Regions from separate parts of the Mus musculus genome. Here all the other regions are linked to region 4. A link is a contact called in public HiChIP or PLAC-seq and promoter capture Hi-C data. All regions are on one chromosome and are shown on one strand. The core of a region is the stretch at or near the end of the contact, and the rest is flanking DNA. Distances in the headings are between cores, read along the strand shown.

Region 1 (4,094 bases), core at 1,004-3,503, 450 kb after region 4:
GGGCCAAGTACATACAAACCATCACAGACTCTGAACCTGTAAGCCAGTCCCAATTAAATGTTGTCCTTTATAAGAGTTGCCTTGGTTATGGTGTCTCTTTACAACAATGGAAACCCTAACTAACACACCATCCTTTGTACTGAATTCCTAATCCAGCCAAGAAGCCCACATAAGAGCTAAGAGGTTGGAGAGACTGGGGAGCAGTTAAGAGCAGCAGTGCTCTCACAGGGGACATGAGTTTGGTTCACAGCACCCACATTCAATGGCTCACAACTACTTATAACTTCCAAGGGATTCTACTCCTAACCCCTTGGGCACCATCACTTATGTGTACAGATCTGCACATCCACATAATTAAAAAATAACACTAAGGGCTAGGTGAGGTAGCAAATACCTTCAATATCAGCTGTTGGAAGACAGAGGCAGGTAGATCTCTTTGAGTTCCAGACCAGTTTGAAACACTCTTATAAGGACAACATAGAGATACCATCTAAAAAATAAGGAAAGAAAAGAAAAGAAATGAATTAAGAGAGGGTGTAAAAGATCTAAAGATCTTTATCTTCTTTCAAAAAGATAAAACAAAGTATCAATTTATCTCAGTTAAGGTTTCCATTGTTGTGAAGAGACACACATGACCAACTTTTATAAAGAACAACATTTAACTGGGGCTGTGTCTTAAGGTTTTACTGCTGTGAACAGATACCATGACCAAGGCAACTTTTATAAGGACACCATTTAGTTGGGGCTGGCTTACAGGTTCAGAGGTTCAGACCATCATCATCAAGGCAGGAGCATGGCAGCATTCAGGCAGACATGACACAGGAGGAGCTTAGAGTTCTGCATCTTCATCCAAAGACAGACAGAAGATTGACTTCCAGGGAGCTAGGAGGAGGGCCTCAATGCCCATGCCCACAATAACACACTTCTTCCAACAAGGTTATACCTCCTAGTAGTGCTACACCCTGTACCCAAGCATTTTCAAACCATCACAGGCTGGCTTATACTTTCAGAGGTTTAGTCCATTATCATCATGACAGGAAGCATGACAGCATGCAGGCAGACATAGTGCTGGAGGAGCTGAGAGCTCTTCATCTTCACTGAAAGTAAACCAGGAGCAGATTGTCTTATGGGCAGCTAGGAGGAGGGTCTCAACCCCCACCTGCACAGTGATACTCTTCCTCCAACAAAGATACACCTACTCCAACCAGGTTGCACCTTCTAGTAGTGCAAGTCCTTGGGACAAACATATTCAAACCACCACACAGTTCCAATTTCAAATTTAACTAAATAAACTATGAATCAAGTTTTCATGTGCCCCACTCCACACACATTGGCTCTATTGTTGTAAAGAGACACCATGACCATTGCAACTCTTATAAAGAAAAACATTTAACTGGAACTGGTTTGCAGTTTGAAGGTTTAGTCCATTATCACCATAGTGGGAAATATGGTGGTGTGCAGGCAGATTTGCTGCTGGTAAAGGAGCTGAGAGTTCTTCATTTTGATCTTCAGGCAGCAGAAGGAAACTGTGTGCTGCACTAGGCATAGCTTGAGCATATGAGACCTTAAAGCCTGCCCACACAGTAACCCACTTCCTCCAACAAGGCCACTGTCCTAATAGTGCCAGTCCTTATGAGCCATGTATTCAAACACATAAGTCTATGGAAGCCATTCCCATCCATACCAGCATACATACCTTTGTGGTAGACGAGGGAAAATGTGGTGTGGTGGTTTGAATGAGAATGACCCTCAAAAACTCATAGAATTGAATACGTCGTTACCAGGGAGTTGCACTATTTGAAAGAATTAGAAGGATTAGGAGATGTGGCTTTGTTGGATTGAAAGATTAGAAGGATTAGAAAGTGTGTCACTCTGGATAGGATTTGAGGTTTCAAAATGTCTATCCAAAGCCTGGAATGTCCCACTTCCTGATACCTCTTTATCCAGATGTAGAAATCTGAGACACTTTTCCAGTACTTTGTGAGCCACTGTGCTTTCCACCATGATGATAATGAGCTAAACCTCTGAAACTATAAGCCAGCCCTAGTTAAATGCTTTCTTTTATAAGAGTTGCTGTGGACATGGTGTCTCTTCCTGGCAATAGAACACCAACTAACGTAACACAGGTTGTTAGGTGATTAAGAAAACTTGTTCCAGACTTGGATTTCATTATCTCATCAAGGGCTTTTGCACAGCCAAATGTTTTGTTTATTTTCGTGGTGCCAGGTAACATCAGGCAGTGTTCATTGGTTGGAGGCATGCAGTCCAGAGTCCATGTGTGTCAGAAGCAATGCTATGGTGACAGTGAAGCTCTACCCGTTCCTTGGATTCATTATCTGGTAATTGTTTATTAAGAGATTTTTTACTCTTGACAAGTTTTTTTATGATCCTACATTGAGTTATGGGTCCTGACATCCAGTTTCAGAAGCTTGGGGTGGCAGAATGGTTCAGTGAGTGAAAACTTCCTGTAAAAGTCTGCTGACTTGAGTTCAAACCCCAGAACCTATGGTGAAAGGAGAGAATTGACTCTTGAAAGTTGTGTGTCCTCTGACTTCCACTGTGTGCTGTGGCGTGTGTTCACATGTTCACACACACACACACACACACACAAGCACTTTAAAAAAGAGATGGGCTGAGCAGAGCTAAACATGGTAATCATACCCATAATCCCAGTATTTAGGAGATAGAAGAAGAAGGGTCATCATCTGCTTCATAGTGAGTTCGAGGCTATCCTAGGCTACATGAGGCCCCTCTCCCCCTAATCCTGAAAATAAAAGTATAAGTGTGAATCTTAATCTTTTTTTGTTTTTGTTTTGTTTGTTTGTTTGTTTTTTTTAAGATAGGGTCTCTCTGTGTAGCCCTGGCTGTCCTGGAACTCACTTTGTAGACCAGGCTGGCCTCAAACTCAGAAATCTGCCTGCCTCTGCCTCCAGGGTGCTGGGATTAAAGGCGTGCACCACCACGCCCGGCATGAATCTTTATGACCAGGAAAACACTCTTAAATAGGAACCAGTGAGCATGAATTATTAAATTGACAATCTAAGCTATATTACATTAAAAAGCTGCCAGGCATGGTAGTGGCAGCACACACCTTTAATCCCAGCACTTGGGAGACAGAGGCAGATGGTTCTTTGAGGTCTACATAGTGAGTGCTAAGACAGTCAGGGCTATATTGAGAGACACTGTCTCAAAAATAAATAAAGTAGAGTAAATAGAATTTTAAAAGCTTATGTTAATCAAATATATAAAAATAGTTGTTTTGTCTTTTTAAAACTACTTCTTAATAAGGAGCACCAAAGACTCAAAGTAGCCAAAGCAGAATTTATTTTGTCAACCTGCAAGGTGGTCAAACATTCGTTTTGATAGCCCTAATTGCAAATCCCTGCTCCCTCTTCCCATAGGCTGAGTAGGTTGGTCTTCCCTGGTATACTCTCCTGCCTAAGTTCCTTGGTCTTATTCATTTCAATGACATTTTGTTTTCTCCCACATTCCAAGGACACTGAGCCTTATGTAATGTATATCCTGGGGGTGGAGAGTCCCTCCCTGGTATTTTACTGGCCTCAGCCTAGAACCAACTGTAATTTTCCACTCTAAGATAAACTAAAGGCTCTAGGGAAAGAGGTAACTCTGGAGCCAGGACCTAGTACCTGGTTAACTTCTGCCTATCTGAGCATGTTGGTATTGGAAACACACCGTTTTTAGTTTATTTCCCACCCCTGTTATTTTTTTTAACCCCCATAGAAGTCTCATTTTGAAAGAAAGAATTTTTGCAATGAATTAGTACTTCAGGCCTATCTGATCCCAGACGTTGTCTGTCTCCTTTGTCACACTCATCACTGATGTCTGAACCTGTGTCTGCTAAACTGCAATCCCTAAGCCCCTCCAAAAGACCTTTTAGATTTCCAGGCTCAGAGCTTGAATCAATTCACAGTTTGCTAGCTGCTAGTTTAGCTAATGATTTGTATCAGAAATCTGAATCCATTTAATCAGTCTTTTCTTTAGCCTCCCCTCAGTTCCCAGAGGAACCAAAACAAGAGATGATAGCCTAGATCTTACCAGAGCTCTTGTGTCCTAAGGGGAGATGCTAAGTGTAG
Region 2 (4,106 bases), core at 285-2,784, 510 kb after region 4:
AGCAAGATGATTTTTTTTTAAAGTAGGGTTTTCTTTTGCTGTGATTAAATTCTATTAATTGCTCTCTCATTCTATGTTTAGAGTGCAAAGGTGGGCGTCATTACCCAAGTGCAGCTGGAGTAACAATAACAGCCCTCCTACAAAAGAGAAGGAGCCATCTTAAGCTGCTGGCTAGGTCACCAGAGGCCCTGTAAATATGCAGATTAGATCTCCTTGAACCCCAGAGACATCTCTGAGAATGAAATGTTCTGTCATTCTGAAAACATTCCCCAGGAGGGTCAAGCATGAACTAATCATAACACATGACCAACCCAATGCACTGAAGTGAAAGCCATGTACTGTCTACTCCCATTTAAATGCAAAAGCCTGGGAATTCACTATGGGCCTTATGACTTACCCAGTAACAGCCAAAATAGCTTAAAACCAGACTGGAACTGCCAATGACTGTCTTCCCATGGTTTGTCTCAGGGACCACACTCCCAACTCCCATGTCTGTTTAATGATGGTTAAGAGGGATTCTTTTCTATTCCCCCCATTTCCTATTTTCTTACCTCCTCTTCTTCCTCTTCTTCCTTATTCCCAAGAATTTCCATTTAATCAAAGACATAGTTTTGGGTGTACTCTAGGACTGCCTTAAGGGTGGGAATTAAATTTGGGTCGTTGGTGGAGCTTTAAGCTGGGGCATCATGCAGACGATACACACTAGATTTGCTAGAGCTGTGTTGGTCCCAGTTTTTCCCTGAGTAGCTGTGCTATAATTGGGTTTTCTGGTCACAAACTCTATGCTTCCTTCACTCGCACGATTTTATTCTTTTGACGTTCAAGTACTGGGCTCATTAGACCATTCAGAGATCAAATCTGATAGGCAGCTATCAAACACTTCCTTCTCAGAGGAACTAGGCCGGCACCCTTGGATATGTGGTTTTCCTCGGACATTATGAGTCTAGGTTGTTTGTATTCAAAAGAAGTGTTTCCGAGTATAGTTCTATTGAGAATAGCATAGTTTGACTTCAGTGAAGCAGACTAAGTTGAAGGTTAGAAGGACACAGAAGGGAGAAGTGTGCTGGAACAGAGTGATTGACTAGCTGGGGAAGTGCGGGTTGAACTGCATCTCCTAAAACCATACGTTGATGCCACGCCTTTACCCCTGGTGTGAATATGGTCAGAGAAGAAATATCTTAGGATCTCTGGGACTTTGGGATAGAAGAGGTCATATTGTACCCAGCACTCTAATCTTAGACTGGTGTTCTTATACAAGGAGTGGAATTTAGTCACAGATGGACATAGACAAAAATAATGTCAAGAATGGAGGTCTATAAGTCAACGTATCTGAACGTATTAGAGAGGTAGGCAAGCCTGGGGTTAGTCCTCTGAGCCAGCAGCTTCTGGCTTGTGAGTAACTCCTGGTAAATGCAGAGACTGGGAAGGTCAATTTAAGCTATGATTAAGGCAAACACCACCGTGTTTGGTAAATCTAAACCTGCCCTGGGAGCAAACTGTCAGGAACACCCCGCCCCATTTACTCATGTTGTTGTTGAATGACATAACAAACACATGCTGACACTTATGAGGTGTGGACTTAGAGGTAAATGGCTTAGAGTAGAGCACTTGCCACCCAAGCACGAGGACCTGGGTTTGGATTTCCAGAACCCACACAGAGCTGGCTGCAGTAACGTGCTACTGAGTGGTAGAACCAGGAGAATCCCTAAAGGTCGAGAGACCAGTGAGCGTGTGTGTGTGTGTGTGTGTGTGTGTGTGTGTGTGTGTGAAGGAAAGTTCCCAGAAATCTCCAATTGATTCTTCTGCTGGGTTGATTAGAGCTTCCAGAAACCACAGAGAGATTAGAATAGTGCAGGTCAAGGACTGAGTTGCAATTTATCTTGGCCTGTCTTTAGCCCCATAAATAGACATTCTTGGCCCACTTCTGCATGTGACCTAACATCCCAGGACTAATAGATAAAAACCCCTTGGAATGCATTCCCTTAGCTGACCATTAGTTTCTACCTACCCAGGAGCTAAGCATCTCACCAGACAGCATGCCTCTGAACTTCTTTCTTGGCTATAAACTGCTTCTTTGATATTTCTACCAATCAATTTGAAAAGTGCCTTGGATTATGATTTTTCTGTTGTTGTTGTTGTTCTGTTACTATAAAAAACTTCCTAAGACTGCTTCCATGTTGGAAACTTGAATTTGGGGTAACCTAAATCTGTGTTCCCTTGCTGTCTTAATTATCATTCTGTTGCCTTGAAGAGACGTTATGACCAAGGCAGCTTATAAAAGAAAGCATTTAACTGGGCGCTTGCTTACATTTTCAAGGATTAGTCCACGGCTATCATGGTGTGGAACATGGCAGCCAGCTGGCCGTTGAGCTGCTTCAGGAGTAGCTGAGAGTTTCTATCTGATCCATTAGCAGCAGGCAGAGAGGGAGACTGGGCCTGGCATGAGGCCTCCATGACAGGCCTCTTCCAATAAGGGTACACCTCCTAACCCTTCTTCAGCAGTTCCACAAACTGGGCACTAAACAGCCACCTCATGGAGGCCATTCTTATTCAAACCACCACACGGGTGCTCATCTCTCATATTTGGTTCTGGAGTAAACTTTCTTCTTTTTCCACCTAATTTTTGTTGTTGTTGATTGTTTGGGAATTTCACATAATGCACCTGATTACCCTTACTTCTCAGGCCTCCCAGGTCCACCACCCCTGGTGGTCTTCCTCCTCTCCACAAAAAAGAAAGGAAGGAAGGAAGGAGGGAGGGAGGGAGGGAGGGAGGGAGGGAGGGAGGGAGGGAAGGAAGGAAGGAAGGAAGGAAGGAAGGAAGGAAGGAAGGAAGGAAGGAAGGAAGGAAGAAAAGTCTAATTTGTGTTGTCCATATACTCACTGGAGCATGGTCAAACCCCTAGTGGCCAGCCCCTTAAAAAACAGTGAGTCCTTCTCCACCCCTAACCCCACTTCATCATCTTTATCACAACTTTTAATAGTTCTCGTCAATAGCTTCCTGTCTAAGATACTGCTTGGGGTGGGGGAGGCAGTGAAGAGGTGGAGGAATAGGGGTGTTCTCACAGAAGCCTTCTATGGCTCTTTTTTTTCAACTGTGAGCGTACAGCCGTCCTTCGTAATTACCTTTGTAAGCAGAGGCATGGGGCTCTGTTTACTCCAGAACCAAATATGAGAGATGAGCACCCATGTGGTGGTTCCACATGGTTTCTGTCTACAGCATGGTCCATGGACCATGGCCTCTGACATGTGGCATGTGCCACAGACACACGGGTCGCCAGCGGCAGTATGGGCCATGGGCAATAACTCAGTCACTGGTGACAGCCTGACCCCCTAGTCATCAACACGGCTTCAAATGGCAGCACAGATCATGGGCATTGGCGTAGCTTTTGGTGTTAACACAGGCCATGGAAATCAATTCGGCCCTGGCTGCAGCAGGATCATGGACCCAGACATCCTCCCAAGCCCCTTATCATAGCCAGTGGACATCAACATGGCTTCAGGCAGCAGCACAGTCTATGGATATTTGCACGGCCCGCAGCATCAACACAACGCTGCCACTGACATCAACTGCCCCGGTCGCATCAGGACCACGGAACCAAACATGCCCGCCCCACTCCTTTAGTCCACCCAAATTAAAAAGGGCAAAGAACAGGAAAATCTATTTTGGTAGTAACACAGTCCACAAAGACTGCAACAGGACCACGGACTCAGACACGGCCTCCAGCGATAGCTCAGGCCTCAGACACCGACATAGTTCAGCCTCTCTCCACCAGGTATGCGCTGCTCGGTTCCTCCTTCTTTCTACCCCTCACAGTGGCATTGCAAACTGCAGCACATCACTCTATACTTTGTGCCCACACAGCTCTACATGTAAACACTCATTGCCACAAGTCATGGCCTGGAGCATGCCCTCTGGTCTCCGAAGAATGATAAATACCGAACCATCACCAAGACTTCTTTCGTTACGGCCACGCTTCAGGGTTTCAATGGCTGTGACGTGCTCCTGGATCTTGTTCTGCTGCGCTGGCTCCTCCTTGCCGTCTAGCAGCTCGTAGACGGAGTAGATGCTGGAGTTGACTGACTCGAAGAACTGGGTCTGGACCACC
Region 3 (3,824 bases), core at 1,230-3,729, 430 kb before region 4:
TTAAGTTCAATAGGTCTGAAGGATTAAAAAATATTCAGGGACAGACACAGGAATATAAATTTAAGTAAAAAAATAATTAAACTTTAAGAATCCAGCTTCATTCTGGGACTACAAAGAGAAATTTACAGATATACTACATATTTAACAGTTCAGTTTTGTAATACTAGAGGGGGGCTGCTATCAGAAAATTGTCAGCCGGGCATGCCTTTAATCCCAGCACTTGGGAGGCAGAGGCAAGAGGATTTCTGAGTTCCAGGCCAGCCTGGTCTACAGAGTGAGTTCCAGGTCAGCCAGGACTACACAGGGAAAAAAAAAAGAAAAGTAAATTGTCAGGTCATAGTTACCTTGATCCAACTAACCTCCCAGTAAAATACATAAGGAAATCCTATCTATGCAGAAGTTACCAATAATGGCATCAATTCATATTTAAAGATTACATAAGGTAAGCCTTTAAGATTTCTAAAATGTTATTACAAATATTGAACTGTTAAGTTCCTGTATGAAGCCCCTTCTAAATATCCTCACTTATGATGGAGAAGGAAGAAAGTTAAGACATGCTGCAATTATAAACATTCTTACCCAAGCATGAAAGGTTAGGTTATTCCAGTGGTGTTTTTAATTACTTAACTTTCAAGGGATTACTTACTACTCACAAATAAATCTTATTTTCTTTCCATTTTTTCCCTCCTCTCTATACAATAAATCTGTTATCCACCTGTATCTATCTTTAAGAAAAATTTCCAGTGGGTTTTTATTAGGACTTAACCTTACACTGAAAGCTGTATTAAGTATTGCTAAAAAAGATTTGAAATAGGTTCTATCTTCTCCCATATTTTCCGCAAAGAACTCAAGAAAATTCAACAGGATTTACAATTAAGCTAAATTTATGTACGTCTTTTCTTGTAAGCCAAACTTGTCCAAAAAAAAAAAAAAAAAAAAAAAAAAAGCATTTAAATCGCTAAAAAACTTGCCTAAACGAGTTTTTACAAGTCAGGATTTGGACTTGTTTTTTTTTTTTTTTAAGAAAGTGCTGAACTTTAATTTGAAAGTACATTGTTAATTATCCCCCAAAAGCAACATTTCATCATTTTTAGAAACAAACACGTAAATAACTCTTTCTAAGGATTCTAATCTAACTGTATTTTTAAAAGCCCTTTCCTTCAATTCTAATTCAGTGGGCATCAAATATCCAAAATGATTCTGTTTTCAGCACAGGTAAAATTTGCCAATATTTACTGAAGTCTCTAATACGTGGTCTAACAAAATGGAGGTCTCTCGGTGGGAAAAAAAAATAGGCCTAAACACTTCTACAAAATGGGGCCAAACACACCCACTTTAAGAAACCATGGTTTGGGTCAGATTTTCCACACACACGAAAAAAAAAAGTTGATTCTGTAAGGGCTCGACGAAGCGTCCCTGGAACTGGGGGTTAGTAGTGGTTTCGTTAAGACCAGGGAGGGAGGGGATGTTTCTCTCCACACTCTAGAGGACGGCGGCGAGGGGTGATCCGAAAGCCCAGAGGAAAGGAGCTGGAGCTGGGGGTGGAGACCTGAGCGCCCCGCCGGTCCCTGATCAATAGTCAAACTGACCGCCCCACTACTCCAAGACAGACTTGGGCTCTCCCAACCCCGCCAAGTCAACAGCAAAAGGCACAAACTCCCCTTTCTGCTCCCAGGCCCCGCCTCGCCGCATTGGCAGCAGTTCCCGCCAATCCGCACGGTCACCGCCCCCAAGACCGCCTGCCAAGCCCTGATTGGACTGGAAGAGAGACGGGGGGGACCTCGCGCTACCAATCTGGGAACCCCTTACTCGGCCGCACGCGCGCGCCCAAGTGCTCCCTCGGAGGCCTCCCCCTCCCCAGGCACGGCCCCTCCCCCACCCCCAGGGCTCTGGCAGCGACTTACCGTCCCGAGAGGTGCCCATTAACTGGTCCAGCATAGCGCGCATCTGGGCCTGCGCCGACATGGCGGCGGCGTAGCGGGCGGGCGGTCGGGCGGGCAGGCAGGCGGGGGTGGGGCACCGGCCGGGCCCTGGCGGGCGGGGGACGAGGGGAAGGGGTGGGGGAGGTGCGGCGCTGTCTCGGTGGCCGCCGCGGCCTCGAGGCCCGCGAGTAGGGAGTCGGAGGGGTCGTGGAGAGTCCGGGCTGCGCTCCTCACGACGGCGTGAACGCGGAAAATGGCAGCCCCCCTAGAGAGTGAGCCCTGGTGCCCTCACTCTCCGTCCGGTTCCTGAGACAGACGCGACACAGGCTAAGCCGACTCTCGCCTCCTCCCGACACCAACACCCGCCAGAAGCCGTCAACCCCCCCCCCCAGCAAGCGAGCTCTGACGCGGCTCGCAGCCGCCGCGACGGGAGCGCGCACGCAGCTCGCGCCTAGTCGTTTCCCGTGGGGGTTCGGCCAATCGCCATCCACGTCGCTGCGCTCCGCCCTGCCCCTCCTACGAAGGGTCCCACCCTAACGGCTCCCGAGCGCGTTCACGTCTGCTCACCCCGCCCCTCTCGGAGGCTGAGTCTCGCGAGAATGATGCTCTTTTTTTTTTTTTTTTTTTTTTTTTTTTTAGCCTACTCCGAAGCCTCTTCGGCCCCGGGCGTCTAAGCAGCAGGTCACTTAGGCCTTTGCTGTTTGCCGCCCTGGCGTCCAGCCGCAAATTAGCCAGTGCCGAGCTTAGAGCGAGTCGCAGTAAGTAGTGCGACAGAAGTTCTCAGGGTTAGTGCTTTCCCGACGGATGCTGGCGGAATCGCAAGCCCGTGGGAGCCCCGAGCCCGAGCGGAGGACACCTAACCTTATCCTCAGGCCACTGCCCCTCATCAGTGCCCGAGTTCGGGACATGTCAGGTTCAGGAAAAAGAAAAAGCAAACAAACCGCGAAATCAACACAGTGGAAATCAGGCCTCCCGACCCCTTCTGCTACGTTTAGGACAGCTGGAAGCTGCTAGTCTGAATTCGGAGCTGGGCAAAGTGAGAGCTTGGGACAGGCCATAATGCAGAGCAGCGTTTCCGTGGGGTTCTTGGCTGACTGTCGCCCTGCACTCCCACGCCCTGCTGACTGCGACCTTCCAACCGTAGTTGATTTCTTAATCTCAAGGCTGGTGGGGCTGAGGCCAGAGTGAGCCAACGGGAAATACTTAGGCCACGGCTGCTTACCGGTTTTCGAAAAGGAAAAAAAAACTGGCGAGTCTTTTAAGCTGAAACGTCGCAACTTTAGATAATAACTGGGAAATTATGGATATTTTTTGCCGTTTCATTATAATTGCCCATGCATTGAGGAACTAAAACTTCAAACTAGCGCCAGCTTCATATTAAAATCATATGAAAGAATCATCACAATTCCAAGGTTTAACTAGGCACTGAGCCGATGCAAATTACGTTATCTAGTCAGCAACTTGCCAAAAAAAAAAAAAAACACAATTATTCAGAGTACTGTTTTTGAGACAGGGTGTCAATGTTATGAGAAAAATAGCCTTAAAAAGTGAGAATACCGGAGACTCAGCATAGGTTAGGAATGGAGACATTTTTCACCTCTGCAGAAGTTAGGCATCACCCTGACACAAAAGACAAACTGAGCTGCCAACTTAGCATAAAACTGTTTAGTTGTTGTTTGGGTTTTTGTTTGTTTTTTTAATTACATGTCGTCTCTCTCCACTTTTTCTTCCCAACTTTTGGTTTTTTCGAGACAGGGTTTCTCTGTGTAGCCTGGAACTCACTCTGTAGACCAGGCTGGCCTCGAACTCAGAAATCCACCTGCCTCTGCCTCCCAAGTGCTGGGATTAAAGGCGTGCGCCACCACACCCAGCTTCTTCCCAATTTTTAACATTACCCTCTCT
Region 4 (3,949 bases), core at 1,225-3,724:
GCCAGAGAGAGGTTACCTCACAGTGTGCTTCTGACGTCACATTTCTCGGCCTCCGACATTATGACATTCTGCATCCTGGTGCCTGAAGGAAACTCTGGGAAATTGTACACTAACAGGGAGTTGAACCATGAAGCTCTTCGTCAGATGAATGAATACTTTTGATTGGACAACAGATAATGGGTTAGAGTTTGGGCTGGGGTGGTGGTGGTGGTGGTGCTCAGCCTAATCAAAACTGTGTGTCTGCAAGTTTGAAGAAAATGGAGACAGCTAGAACAAGCCCCCAGACTGCAATCACTGGCTCCAGAATTGTCTTTGCCCTTCTCACCTGTTCCTGGAAACTGGGGCAGCCAGTGCTTATCTGCACACTCCAGATGAGAAGGCATACAGGAGGGGGCCCACTGATCTTTGTCAGATGGCCTGCAGGCACTCTGCAGAGGATGGAAGAGGAGACCCCTGTTCTGGGCTTATTTATTAATCTTGATTTAATACGTTCTCTTCCCAAGCTGGAAGATCCTCTTTCCAGGCCTCTCTAACCAAGTCTCAAATATCCAGGCAGAGTTTTAGTATGACATTGTGTGATGAATGCAAATCAACACACAGAATAAATGGCTCTTTCTCACCTTATGTCATGAATGTTTTGGACATCAAGCATCCTAATGGTACCTCCTTTGTACAATGCCAAAATGAGCCTCGGTGTCAGAGGATACAACAAAAACAGCAATTTTGATGCCTTTGAAATGATGAAGGGATTCTACCTGTATTTTTACTCTTAGAACAGATACAACTTTAAAGGGTGTCACAACCAAAGGTGGAGTGGAGTGTGGCATGCAGGCTCTGTGGGGGCGCCAGTGCTCAGTTAGTTGTTGGTTATTTAAAGCACACTCAGTTTGCACTCATTTCCCCTAAACAACTGGCACAGCAGGTTGACCATCCTTAAACTGCTGTGAAACATGCCACGTCCTGCAGGCGTCCAGTCAATCATCCAGTGTGCTCCCCTAAAAAACGTCGTCCTCAACATGTATTAATTATTAAAGTGCTCCAAAATGAAAGTTAAGTTTAATGTCTGTCCTTTCCTTCTAATTTTAGAAGTTCTGTTGAGAAACACAAACTGCAAATTTAAGTCAGCATTTTTAGGACAGAGTGCTTGGAGAAGTGCTTTTTTGCAGTCTCCTTTGTTGCTGATTTCATGTGTCCGATTCCTTCTGTATGTCATTCTTGTTAACAAGACCATAACCTCCCCGACCTGACACCTCATATGATCTCTGCTTCTAAAAATCAGGTGTGATCCTACTTGAAAACAACCCTTGAGGAGGGCGCCTCGGTCACTGTGAGCATGTCAGAGGCTTTCTGTGTAGATGTCCTGCCATGGGTGATGTGTGATCTACCAGTGGCTGGGTTCACCCATCAGTAATCAGAGCAAGACAAATGAGAGCAAAGCCCCATGTGACTCCTCCTACTGCTGTGTTGTTTCAAACTTACCAGGTCCTCTGTCAGTTTCAGAGGTCACCTGTGAAGCATCTTTTTTTTTTTTTTTTCTTTTTTTGCTCCCAACTTCCTGACACTAGATGAGTCAGCAGACATGAGTCCTGACTTCCAAGAGATTTTAGAATCTAAGCTGGATAGTACAGACAGGTATAAAAGATGGATGCTATAGATAAGCAGGGTGGCTTAGATACCCATAAAATGCAAAAGGCACAGGTGTGTTGAATATTCAGAAGTCAAAGAAATTACATGTTTGGGATTGATGAGTCTTTAGGGCAGAAGCCAGCTGCAGAAGCCACTTTGATGTTACCCAAGCCACAGCGCTAGATAAGCCTCACAGTTGTCCAGGGGAAGGGTTTAGGAATTGGGTCTTTTGTCCAAGTGACTTCGGTCTTAAGAAGAAATAGTGTTGGGAGGGAACCTGTCTAGTAACAGAGCTAGCAAATGTCCAGGCTGGTGAAGATCCGCTGAGCAAGAGCCCTGGTGTGGGGAAAGGGAGGTCAGAGTACCAGGAACTGCTGATGTCTGCTCTAAAGTACTTGAGTGGTGCTAAGCTGGGCCTTGCAGAGCTTAGCTTATAGCAGACCTTGAGCCTCCTTGGTTACAGCAGGTTGTGGATAAGTTACATCGGGCTTCATCATCTATACCTCCATTTTTTCCTCCAGTTTTTAATTTACTTTCGGAGTTTGTGTTGATTTTGATGGCACGTGACTTTTAAGCAGTAGGATTTTGCCAAGCAGAATTTTTGAAGGCATGAGGCCAGTGACCCAAAGCACAGGTGCAAGTGTGCCTGGAAGGCTTCCAGCCAAAACCAGTAATTCCCTGCTTTCTTGTATACAGAGTGTTCACTGCTATTTCAGATCTTGGTGAGTGTTCCAGTAACCAAGCCAGTCCCCAGGACACTAGTCTACGTTGGCAGGACTTCACAAGTTAATCATTCCTTAGGCCTCCCTTGGCCCTTTCATCCTGGATTCTTAGGTGGGAATCAGACACTTAGAAAGATGTTGGGTCAAGGTTCTAGGAGCAGGACAGAGTGTTCCTGTCATAGTACACACTAAGTTTCCCACTAGCAGAGTCCTCGCCATGTCATTTCTACCTCCAAAGTCATCAGAGCCTGCTTGTCCACATCTGGTCCAGGTGGGAGTACAAGGAAGGCTGCTTCTACACCCATGAGCACAAATACGTCTGTGTGGGACAGTCCACTGAACGTCGTCATTTAGTCCAGCCCATTGCAGGCATTCCTGGAACAGGTGAGAGGGTTTCTACTTCCCATGAAGTATATAGGCTTACACTCATCACCTCGTAAACAAGAACGGGCACATTTCAGGTGGCTTATTTTGTGGGGGAGGGTGCTGGAAGGGGTTGGTGGTGATTGTGGGTGTCTAAACTGGAATTCTTTTGTCCATGTTAAAAAGACTTGAAAACTGAAACGTCACGGTACAGTGTTAATTCACGCCTGTGTGTGTAACAGGACACTCAGCAATTATCTTAAGAACACACAGCAGCATTGACGTGTAGAAAGAGAATAGTAAATGCCTTTGGGAACACGGTTGAGAGCCAGCCAGGACGCAAGGGGAGCAATGAATGTCTGTGTCTGATATGCTCCTCCCAGGTTGGTGTCCCACTGGACAGGTCACAATGCAGGCTGCCTGCTTTGCCTCCTCCTGTGTTTCCCTGCTCCAGGGCCACTTCCAGGGATTACATGGAGGATCACCGATGTCTTTTCTCATGCCCACCAGATATCAAGTACTCATGACTTGACTCCCAAATGCGCCGTTACAGGGCTAAGTTAAAGCCAGACTTTAAAGTTCTGTCACGGTGGTAAGGAAAGAAACAGGAGGTGCTAGAGGAACCAAGAGTTCTGGTCATTAACTCAGTCATGCCGAGCACCAGGGCGCTGGTTCTGAAACGGTTAAGAGAAAGGCTCTGGGCTTTGCTCCCATCTCTGCACAGCGCACTGTGGAGCAGAGAGGAGGGAGACAGGAGTAGGGTTATCAGGGAAGCTTGCTCTGCCAGGCTGCTCCAGGATGCCAGCTTGTCTCTGACTCGGTTGAGGTCCATGCTCTGACTTTCTGCACCCTCGTGCTAGGCGATTCGTGTTACTATACAAAACCGCAGAAGGAATTGGGCCACCTGTGGCATCAAGACTGCAACTTGACAATCACGGTTTGCTGATCTCAAACGGGCACTTAAAGCCTGGTATGGGTGTGTGATTTAGTGACTGAGCCTGCCCTTCTGTTTGTCAGTTACGTTTCTACCCTTCAATTAGCTGCACTGTTTTCTAATGTGCTGTAGAGTTTGGAAATAATTTATGCAAGTGTTTGGTTCCCATGTTTACAATTTTTACAGCTTTCCTAGGATTTTAAAATGGAAATGTCAATAAATGCTACGAATCGGTGTGGAAGCTGTTCTTTGTGGTTCATTCCTTGGGAACACGGTGGCTTTGTAGTTTGTCAGTGGTGGTTTT

Evidence for each region. Promoter capture Hi-C pulls out the DNA fragments that hold promoters and counts their contacts. HiChIP or PLAC-seq counts read pairs in DNA pulled down with a chosen protein or histone mark.
Region 1: a contact with region 4 is called in a promoter capture Hi-C map of liver, with 2.5 times the contacts expected there. The contact joins the enhancer-like site here to the promoter of Atp6v0a4 in region 4. A contact is called at or near these places in 6 of 39 promoter capture datasets (the C10 cell line, the HPC-7 cell line, hippocampal neurons and 2 more).
Region 2: an HNF4G HiChIP or PLAC-seq map of pancreatic cancer cells shows a contact between it and region 4. The contact joins the enhancer-like site here to the promoter of Atp6v0a4 in region 4. A contact is called at or near these places in 2 of 39 promoter capture datasets (the C10 cell line and embryonic stem cells), 1 of 484 Hi-C or Micro-C datasets (liver), 2 of 115 datasets of contacts at active chromatin or transcription factors (embryonic stem cells and pancreatic cancer cells) and 1 of 9 other capture datasets (liver).
Region 3: a contact with region 4 is called in a FOXA1 HiChIP or PLAC-seq map of pancreatic cancer cells. The contact joins the promoter of Luc7l2 here to the promoter of Atp6v0a4 in region 4. A contact is called at or near these places in 1 of 39 promoter capture datasets (cranial neural crest) and 1 of 115 datasets of contacts at active chromatin or transcription factors (pancreatic cancer cells).

The regions. Positions count from the first base shown.
Region 1 is chr6:37,669,025-37,673,118 of GRCm38.p6, reverse strand. No RefSeq gene overlaps it. Among named protein-coding and RNA genes, the nearest start is that of Gm38791, 44 kb to the left of the region's middle. Within about 2 kb of position 2,253, at least 14 of the 459 cell types and tissues checked have an H3K27ac peak or open chromatin away from gene starts, as enhancers often do. A contact at or near this core is called in liver, where this site is marked.
Region 2 is chr6:37,610,514-37,614,619 of GRCm38.p6, reverse strand. No RefSeq gene overlaps it. Among named protein-coding and RNA genes, the nearest start is that of Gm33429, 81 kb to the right of the region's middle. Within about 2 kb of position 1,534, at least 19 of the 459 cell types and tissues checked have an H3K27ac peak or open chromatin away from gene starts, as enhancers often do. A contact at or near this core is called in pancreatic cancer cells, where this site is marked.
Region 3 is chr6:38,549,989-38,553,812 of GRCm38.p6, reverse strand. Luc7l2 (LUC7-like 2 (S. cerevisiae)) reads right to left here and starts at 2,479. Exons shown (of 10, transcript NM_138680.3): 1 at 1,905-2,479. The coding sequence starts at 1,965.
Region 4 is chr6:38,123,111-38,127,059 of GRCm38.p6, reverse strand. It overlaps Atp6v0a4 (ATPase, H+ transporting, lysosomal V0 subunit A4), which reads left to right and starts at 2,474. Exons shown (of 21, transcript NM_080467.3): 1 at 2,474-2,732. D630045J12Rik (RIKEN cDNA D630045J12 gene) reads left to right here. Exons shown (of 20, transcript NM_194061.3): 20 at 1-3,886.